Regions from separate parts of the Cricetulus griseus genome. Here region 1 is linked to region 2. The links are chromatin contacts, called in public Hi-C maps. All regions are on one chromosome and are shown on one strand. The core of a region is the stretch at or near the end of the contact, and the rest is flanking DNA. Distances in the headings are between cores, read along the strand shown.

Region 1 (5,005 bases), core at 1,187-3,686, 280 kb before region 2:
AGCTCATTTCTCTCTTCCTTACCCCCTCCTTTCTATCTAGAGAACATATATAGCCTAGAACTTATTTTACCTATTGAATGCCTGACTCCCAGCTTTGGACCAAAGCCTTCTGAGGGAACATTCTTGATTTGTTCGCTGCACACAGAGCCTGACACACCAGGGGCTGGCAAACTGTGTGAGAAAAAGAGAGGTATGTGTGTGTGTATGTGTGTGTGTGTGTGTGTGTGTGAGAGAGAGAGAGAGAGAGAGAGAGAGAGAGAGAGAGAGAGAGAGAGAGAGACTGTTGACAGAGAAGCAGGGGGCAGAGATAGAGGAAAAACTAAAGACTAGGGGTGGGAAGAAGTTAACTCCTAGACAGGAAGAGTCAGTCAGGTGTGCAAGGGGGGTTGGATCTATAAACTCAGGGCCCAGCTTTCTACCTTCCATTTTCTCTGGGGGAGGAAGTAAAAGGACAGAGGCCATCACAGAATGCTAAGTGGCTGACAACTGCCAGGGCAGAGAGCTGTCTGAAGATACTACAGGGTGACTTAGCCATTGGCCACAGAGGCCTCCTGGTGCCTCCTCTTCAGCAGCCTCATGAGTCCAGCAGCAGGAGAAAGGAAGGCTGTTGGTCCATCCAGGGCTGAGGAGGAGGCAGGAGGACCAGATAGAGTCATGGTCCCTTGGCAAGACTTTTGGAAGTTAATCAAAGTATCTGTGCTGATGCTAGGGAAGGGATAGAAGACAGGTCAGGGCTGAGGGCTCCAGGGGAAAGCCAGGGTTCCCAAGGATCCGGGAGAGACTATGGTCAGAGTAGGACTCTAAGTAAGAGGATGCAAGACAAGATCACCCCCCCCCCGTGGGTGGGTGGGTGGGGTTTCTAGAGTGAGGGGCTCATGTCACAAGGGCCACCTGTGTAGCACTTCAAAATGAATGCACAAGCCACAGGGCCAAGGAACGTCTCCATTTCCTCAGCTGTCAAACAGAGAAGTCTGAGGCACTAAACCAAGCTTGAGACAACATCACCACCTTCAGCCTACAAGGCTCTGAAAAGGGGAAGGAGAGACTGACCCCATGTCTCCACTCCCTACTTCTCAACTTTGGGGTGGCAATGTGCTTAGCATGGGCCCCCTTTATCCAGACTCCCTGGCAGAGGCCACATGGCCTAGTTCTGGCTAATAAAGTACAAATAGAAATCTTAGGAAGAGAGGAATTCTGGGAAAAATTTTGCTTTCTCCCTAAGAAGGAAAAGAGCCCGGGGTTCACATTCTCCCTTCTTCCTGCTTTGGATACAGAGGCAAAGTTTGGAGCAATGGCAGTCATCTTGGAGTCACTGGGTAAATGCCAATGGCTGATGGTGTGGAAAGGCCTGGGCTCTTCAAAGCACCAAGCAGTTGCACCAGACCTGATCTTGTTACCAGAAAAACAACTCACAATTTAACTAATTACATCTGGACACATTTCGAAATCTCACAGAAGCGGGCTGCCCTTCTAACAAGAGAAGGTCCCTGGGAAGGCATAACAGGGGTTCTGTACTTCCAGCAAGTTTCAGGGAAAATAAATGCTAAAGGCCCCTTACTGAACCCCAGTTCCCTTCTCCAAATGGAACTTAAATTAAGGCTGTGACCAATTAGGAAGGCGGGGACACCACACATAAGTGTGTGTGTTTGCGGGGTGGGGGGTTGCTGGCTAACAAGCCTTGCTCTGCAAGGGAGGGTGAGCGGGTAAGACCACTGCCCAAGCGGGGTCTCCACTCTGAGCTCTGCGGAGGACCACCCCTCTCTGACCACCCCTGTTCTGAACCGGGATGGAAGCGGGCACGCCGGCAAGTTTATTTACACCGCGCTGGCCCTTTTATGTCAACCGCGGCATCCATCAAAGGCTTCTAAAGGGCCTGCCGCAAGCTGAACGCGTGGATGCAGGAGGCGTCTCCGCTTCCCTCCGCCATCAAGCTCCCTGCCCCCACGGACAGTGGAGACACGGGAAAGGGAGCCTCATATCCGCGGGGAGAAAGGATCTAACGGGGGGCAGAGTCCCAACGGGGAGCAGTAAAGCGGTCCCGCCCCGGCACACCTGCTGGCTGCGCCTCTCCACCCGCCCCCTGGGAGGGGCTCAGCATCCTCCCACCCCGGGCGGTGGAACCGGTCCCACGCGGGTCCTCCAGCCCCTCGGAGGGTCGGGCCCACGAGAGCTTCCCCGCCACCCCCGGCTCGCACTCACGCTCCACGTCATGCAGCTTTGCCCGCTCCTCCTCCAGTTTGCCCTTGAGGCTCTCGGCCTCGCTCTTCAGCGACGCCAGCGTCTCGTTCTCGTGCAGCCCATCGGTTGCCATCTTCGTCGGGATGCAGCCGGGAGACAAACGCAAAGCGGGAGATTGAGAGCCGACGCCGGGGTGGCCGAGAGGGCGGGATCAGCAGCAGCCTCCGTGACCCCGGACGCCTCCCCGGGTCCGCCCCCTTGGCGGTGACGCGACCGCGGCGGTGGCAGACTTCCCCGGCTCCGCCCTCCGCGCTCTCCCTGAGAACCAGGCGGGGCTATGCCCTGGATGGGATAAGGGGTGGAGGCTTGGGGGAACTGAGGCTCACAGAACAAGCTGTGGTCCCAACTCCTCTTTCTTCGCTCCAGGGGAGCCTAGAGAAGTCGACACAACCCAGCCCTCTGCATCCCTGGGGACTTGAGGCAGGATGCGTCAGAAACCTGTCCCACAACCCTCTAGCCAGAAACATTCTTTTAAAAATGAGTTCTGGCTGCCGGGGTCCTGGGATGGGGCAGCAAAAGTAGGGGTCGGTGGCACACCCTGCTGGAGTCGGAGGCGTCCTTTCCTCTGGAATGAAGTCTTGCTTATGGTGACAGAGTAACAGACTACAGTGGCTCCTCTCCACCTACACTTCCCTGGGCTTAGGTTCCCTGGTGACTCTTTTGATGCTCACCGAAGTTGCTCGAAAAACCAAAGTAAATAAAATAAATAGTTCAGTTAATGCTAGCTTATTAAATGGATGTATAAAACATGCTACATAAGTGTAAGTGTATTCATATAAAGTGTAGATGTATAGCGAGCAAGGGCTCACTGGTGAAGAACACTTGATGATCCTCCAAAGGACCCAGGTTCGATTCCCAACACCCACATGGTGGCTCACAACCCTCTGTAATGCCAGTTCCGGGAAGCCAATGCCCTATTCTGGTTTTACTGACATCAGGCATGCCCCATGGTGCACAGACATACGTGCAGGCAAACCTCTAGTATACATAAAATAAACACACCTTTTTAAATTAAAAATTTAAAGATTTATTTTATTTTATGTAGATGAGTGTTTTGTCTACATGTACGTCAGTGTACCTCAAGGGCGCAGCACTCCTGTCGGATCAGGAGATGGTGCATTACCACCTGTTACCAGATGGGGGCCCTTGTGAGCCACAGCTTTGAGCTCAGCCTGGTGACTCTTCTGAGACAGGCAGGGACTGATTTCCAGGGCTGAGGACATTTTTGGTGGTGATCTGAAGCCTGATAATAGCCACCTTTGGCAAGGATAAGATGCAATGTACTTTGAAAAAAAGAAGTCAGGATTTCTGTTCAGTTCCTACCAGGCCCAGCAGGCTTGGGCTCAGGAGCACTGGAGTTTAGTTTTGCTCTCTGCTTAGCTGGGCAAGATCAGCCAGGCTGTCTAAACAGCTAAGACAGGGAGCCTGGACAGGTCACCCAGGACTGTTTATCTACCAGAATTTCTTCTAGCTTTCTGGCTTCTAGGCAGACTGGGAGGAGACAGAAGTGAAAACCATCAGCCCCAGGAATAACGACTTGTTAGGAGTGTGTTATGACGCCTTGCTATGACCTCACATGACACTTACAGAACCCTGGGGTACAAAACTGTTAGCATTCCTATTTCCCAGGTGGGAAAATAGGCCTGTGGAGATGGGTGACAACTGGTGCCCACACTGCCTAGGAGAGCAAGTAGTCCCGGACCTCAGGCAGACACCAGAGTCACACTGGGCTTCCAGGAGCCTGGGGGCACATCCTACAAACCCACTCTATGGTAACTCGTTTATCACAGGCTTGCATTAGACATTATTTTAAGGAAGGAAACTTGAGAGAACAAAATAGAACAAAGGAACTCACAATCTCTGCACAGGTGGAACAGTAGCTGAGCTGCTGAGATTTCTTGAACACGGGCCTGAGGGCTCTTTGTTTGAAGCATTTGTCACAGGAGCCGAACACATTAACCAGGAAGGTCTGATCACACATCTTGCCCGAGATGAGGCTGAAGGACAGGAAAACAAACAAACAAACAAACAAACAAAAAACAAAAAAACATGATCGGGGTGTGGGAAAGACAGAGAACGCTTCTGGGGACCCAAGCCTCATCCTCAGCTGCCTCGGTCTACACCTCCACGCACGGGCAGAGCTCACAGTGAGTGCTGGCCTCTGCTTTACCGAAACACCCAAACCCATTTGATCAACAAGAAAGACAGACAGCCCGATTTCTGAAGTACACGCGGTTAACTGGTTGTTTAGGCAGCTTGCCTAGACCGTTAAAATTGATCTTTGGAACACCGGGGAAACATTATAATGCATAATACAGTTAATTTCTTAACATTTAACATTAATCATCTTTGTTTTCATTTATACATTTTTATTGGTGTGTATGTGCACACCCTTATTTTTGATACAAGGTTTCATGTAGCCCAGACTGGCCTTGAACTTGCTAAGTATCGGAGGGTAACCTTGAACTTCTTGATCCTCCTTCCTGTTACTCCGGAATGCTGGGGTGACAGCATGCCCCACCACGCCTGGTTTATGCAGTATAAGAATGTGTAGGCAAAGCACTCTACCTACTGAGCTCTCCAGCCTGGAAAGCCATTTGCAAACTGTCACAAATGTTCCTCCCCCTGGTGTAAGATTTTGGATTAAAGACAGAGTCAGAAAGTGGGCCTGAGCCCTGGCAGAGAGAGGAGGCCATTTGTGTGGTATTGGCTTCCTGCAAAGTGGGCATTTGTATCTATTAAACATGGCAGCCAAACACTCAGGGCC
Region 2 (4,839 bases), core at 90-2,589:
TATGTAGCTCCAGCTGGCCCAGAACTCACAGACATCTGCCTCCTTTTTTGCCTGAGTGCTGGGATTAAAAGGACAGTTTGAATTTTTAAAAAAAATTGTTGAGAACTCTCCACAAACAATGTAAGAAACGAGACCAAGGACTCTTCTCCTTACTTAGCTAATTGACTCCATGTACCCAGGAAGGCAAGGCATCAGAATAACTAATCACGATGGAATGGGCAGGCAATAGCCCAGAAAAAACACACAGGCCTCGTATTCCTAGACCTATTGCTAGCTCATTTTCCTTCATCAGAGAAATACAAATGAGCTGACAAAAATATCTCCATGTTTCGAGAAATATCTGATTAAACTAGTGAAAATTTGTAACGCTCCAATTCTCTAATTTTAGTCAAGTACCACATGCAAACCCCACTGGCTAGCATTTTTTGAACACAAAGTTGTGCTGGATTTACGTTATCTCGTTTGGGCCTCCCAGCAGTCGTGGGAAGTGGGCACTATTACTGGGACTTTATACCGACGACAAAACCGAAGCCCAAAGGGTTTAGGAACGGATCATGGGGTCAAACGGCTCACAATCCTAACCTAGATCTGCATCGCTCCTCCTGAATGGGGACACCGCTGTAGGAGTTACCTTCAAGCTTACAAGTGGTCGGAGCGCTTCCGGGGGGGGGGGGGGGGGGGGACGGATACAAGGTCCTAAGCAAATGAAAGCTCACTATAAAACTTGGGTTCCTAGCAGGGGCCCGAGTCCTGGCTCTCTCACACACTTAGGTGACACGCCGAGGCACCAGGGAGAAAGAAACGTTAGGTGTCCAAGCCGCCGGGGCCCTGGTTGCGGGAGGAGCCGACTGCCTCGTGTGGTGTCGCCAGGCAGCCGCCAGCGGAGGGCTCCTTCAGGCCGGCCTCCCTCAGGCCGCGCTCCCGCAGGCCCGCAGCCACGGCTCCCGCCATATCAGGCTCCCGCAGGTCCACCGGGCCATCCCGCACGCTCACCTTTTGCTCCTCCGCCGACGCTGCCTCGGGAACTTCCGCGGACATGGTGCTCCTTCTGCAGAAGAGACGACGCCGGGAGAAGACTGATTACCGGGTGGCAAGGCCGCCCGCTGCCTTCTGCTCGCCCCGCTGCTCGCCGGGCTGGCGGCTGCCGCCTTATGACGACACGAGCCCCGGGCTCCCGCCCGCCGTAGCTCCCGCAGCCCAGGCCCGCCAGACTCCCGCGCCTCGCCCTTACCTACCTATCCCCGCGCCTCCGGCCCTGCGACGCCCAAGCACTTCCTTTTTCCCTCAAAGGTTGCGGCTCGCGCCTCACCTCACTTCCGTCCATGGTCGCACAGTGCTTCCTGGGAATTGTAGTTTGTCTGAGACTACTCTGTCCTCACGTTTACCGGTCTGCTTGCACTGCGCTCTGCAGTAAGTAATTAAGATTCAGCTTAATCCCATACACCATTATTTCTTCAGTTCCTCCACCTTGTCTCAGCACAATCTTTTCTTCTTAGATCAACTTGTTCAAGGCAATCACTGCTCTGGAGAGCCCCATAACGAGCACAGCATCATTACACAGGAATTGTGATTACTTTGGTAATGTCACCTTTCCTCTTCATATTAACCACATTAGGGAAGAGGCCGATATTTCACTCTGAGACCCTCTCAGACCTTAGTATTTCCTGTGTAATAGATAAAATGATGAATGAATTCAGCTTTCATTCCTTGTCCTTTCACGGCTGTCAGCTCAAGACACTGAGCTCCATAAGACTTTCCTGAAGTGACAAATCCTGTGGCTTCATATGTACTCGCCATATACGTTCAGCTAGTAGGAATTGGAAGGTAATGAATGCGGACCTAGAGGGCAAGGGACCAATCAAAAGATCCTAATAATTGGATATGGGATTTGGAAGCTGTCAAAACCAAAGCTGGGCCCTGTGGCATAGGACCGTAATCCCAGATATCTGGGAAGTTGAGGCAGAAGGATGGCAAATCCATGCCTGCCTAGACTATAGAGTAAATAAAAGGCCACCCTGGGCAGCTCCTCAGTGGTAGAGGGTTTGCTTAGCATGTGCAAATTTCTGCATTCAATCTTTCCAGCACGAGAATCACACACACACACACACACACACACACACACACACACACACACACACACAAGAGAGAGAGAGAGAGAAGAGAGAGAGAGAGAGAGAGAGAGAGTAGCTCAGGAGTAGGGGAGTCATTTGCCTGGAATGGGTTTGACTCCACATACAACCATCGTGATTGTGTATGTCTGTAGTCCTAGCCAGGGAGGTAGAGGCAGAAGGGTCAAGGAGTTCAAAGTCATCCTCAGCTTGAACTTGAGACTAGCCTGAGCTACGTGAGGCTCTGTCTCAAAAATAAAAGAAAATAAGATGACAACAACAGCAACAAAAGCCATAGAAATTCAAAGCCTCAACAAGGTATGAAATCTCAGAAGGGAAGACTTAAGTGAGACTTAAATTTGAAAAACAAAAGGAGTCCTAATAGCAAGTTCCTGTTGGAGAAGGAAGGAAAGGTTGGCCACTTAACCAAGTTCCTGTTTAAGATAAAAGGGCTTAAGAGCTAACTCTTGGACAAAGGTATCCCTGGAGAATAGTTCAGTTTGCTCACAAATCATCTGTGTGTGGTGCACAGCTAGGATCCCAGAACTTGGCAAGTGGAGAGAGGATGAACATCATCAGTTTCAAGGCCAATCTCAGCTATGTGTGAGTTCAAATCCAGTCTACACGACATGAAGGCATCTCCAAAACCAAAACTGCAAAAAGAACAATGAAAACAACTCTGTATTTGTTAATACTGACAAAGTAACCTACTGACATTTGCTCCCCATTCCAATTTTTTGTGAGACAGTCGTCTATGTATTCCTAGTTGTCCTAGAAATCTGCCTGCCTACATGTGCTGCACCTGGCTATGTTTGTTTGAGATAGGGTCTCACTGTAGCCCAAGCTGGCTTGGAACTCACAGCAAACCTCTTGCTCAAGCCTCTCTCAGGGCTCTTCATTTGAGTAGAGCTATAGATCGAATGGGAAAATGTATTAGTCAGGCTAATGAACGCATCTAACTACTGTTTTTTATTAATCAAATACAGTTCACATGCACACACACACACACACACACACACACTTGTAAACCTGAGTAAATTTTGGATTAAGATTGGGGGGGGGGGGCTGGAGAGATGGCTCAGCGGTTAAGAGTATTGACTGTTCTTCCAGAGGTCCTGAGTTCAATTCCTGAAACCACATGGTGGCTCACAAACACTTTGAATGAGATCTGGTGCCCTCTAGTGGTGTACAGGCAGAAGACTGTATACATAATAAATAAAATCTTAAAAAAGAGAGAGAGAGAGAGAGATGTGAAAAGGCAGGCAGATCTCTGTGAGTTCAAGGCCAGCCTGGGGGAATGGGGAGGAGCTTGGTCCTGCCTCAGCTTGAAGTGCCATGCTTTGGTGATGCCCATGAGAGGTCTGCCCCTTTTTGAATGGAGATGAGGAGGAGTAGAGAGAGGATGGGAGTAGGAGGGGGTCATGGGGAACAGAAGGAGAGGAGGGAAGGGAAACTGCAATCAGGAGGTAAAACAAATGAAAATTTTTAATTAAATAAAATATTTCTTTAAAAAAAGAAGTAAAAGTCTTCATCTGTTTTTGTCTTACCCATATCAGTGTTCCAACACAGAAAAGATGAAATGGAAGCCAGGAAATATGCGCATGCAGATTTAGCTCTGTACCCAAGATACCAGAGCTAGGAGCTAGAAGGGTCAGGGTTTGCCGGCAGGCCATTTTCACTCCCAGTGTGTTTATATTCTGGAAGCTGGAGCTGAGAAAGAAAAGCAACTTTTGACAAATCTTAATTCCCAGAGCCTGTTAGAACACGATTCTGCACCATCATTACTCATGTACTTTAATCTTTAAAACTGCACATTGATCCCCAATGTAACATCCCTCAAAATGATCTCCTTCTGACCTCTAGATACTGGGCACTCCTCCTCCACTTTTTGTTTTAAACACAAGGGTTTACTATGCAGCCAAACAGGCTGGCCTCAAATTTGCTGCAAAGCTCAGTCTGGCCTCAAATTAAATGATTCTCCCTCCTCTGACTGATTCCTGCTGTAACCAGAATCTCAAGTCAGCTGTTTGCCTCTTTACCAAGAAACAAAGAGAAAACTGATGAGGGATGTCCTTCTGTATGCTGTGAATATGTTTCTCTTATCAGCTGATGAATAAAGCTGCTTTGGCCAATGGACAGGAAAGATGTAGCCAGGAAGGAAGTATAGGTGGGGCTACCAGACTAGGAGAATTCTGAGAGGAGGAACACAAGCAAGAGTAGCTACCGGGAAGGTAGGAAGTGTGAACATTCTCCCGTAAGCCAAGACCATGTGGTGATACATACGTTACTAGCAATGGGTTAATATTTAAGAGAGAGCTGGCCAATAAGAATCCTGAGCCATCAGTCAAACAGTTTATAATTAATATAAGCCTCTGCGTGTTTATTTTGGACTAAATAGCAGCGGGATGGGGCAGGACAGAAACTTCGGTCTATGGAGAACCAAGAAATGGCAGTGTTTAAAGGAAATATGGTTGTTTTTGTTGGTCGTGCTTTTCTCTTTTTAGTTTGGACCAAAACTGATAAGAGAAAAATCCTTTTTCTCTCCACCTGGATAGTAGCATCTACAAGTTATGAAAACCATGAAAGACAACTCAAGGAATTTGCATGCATAGACATAGCTACACATGGTTGAAATCTTTACTTGGGAGACTTTGGTATTTAGGAATTTGGGCCACTCTGGTCCCAGCATTGTGTTTCCTGATACATTTTTTACTCTCTATGGTTTCTGTGC

The links. A called contact is a pair of places that touch in the nucleus more often than the background predicts.
Region 1: a Hi-C map of the CHO-K1 cell line shows a contact between it and region 2, with 5 times the contacts expected there. The contact joins the promoter of Gnb5 here to the promoter of Arpp19 in region 2. A contact is called at or near these places in 2 of 8 Hi-C or Micro-C datasets (both in the CHO-K1 cell line).

What each region holds. Positions count from the first base shown.
Region 1 is chr4:186,570,638-186,575,642 of CriGri-PICRH-1.0, reverse strand. Gnb5 (guanine nucleotide-binding protein subunit beta-5) reads right to left here and starts at 2,436. Exons shown (of 11, transcript XM_027411145.2): 1 at 2,200-2,436. The coding sequence starts at 2,311.
Region 2 is chr4:186,286,024-186,290,862 of CriGri-PICRH-1.0, reverse strand. It overlaps Arpp19 (cAMP-regulated phosphoprotein 19), which reads right to left and starts at 1,339. Exons shown (of 4, transcript XM_027411151.1): 1 at 1,236-1,339; 2 at 994-1,048. The coding sequence starts at 1,324.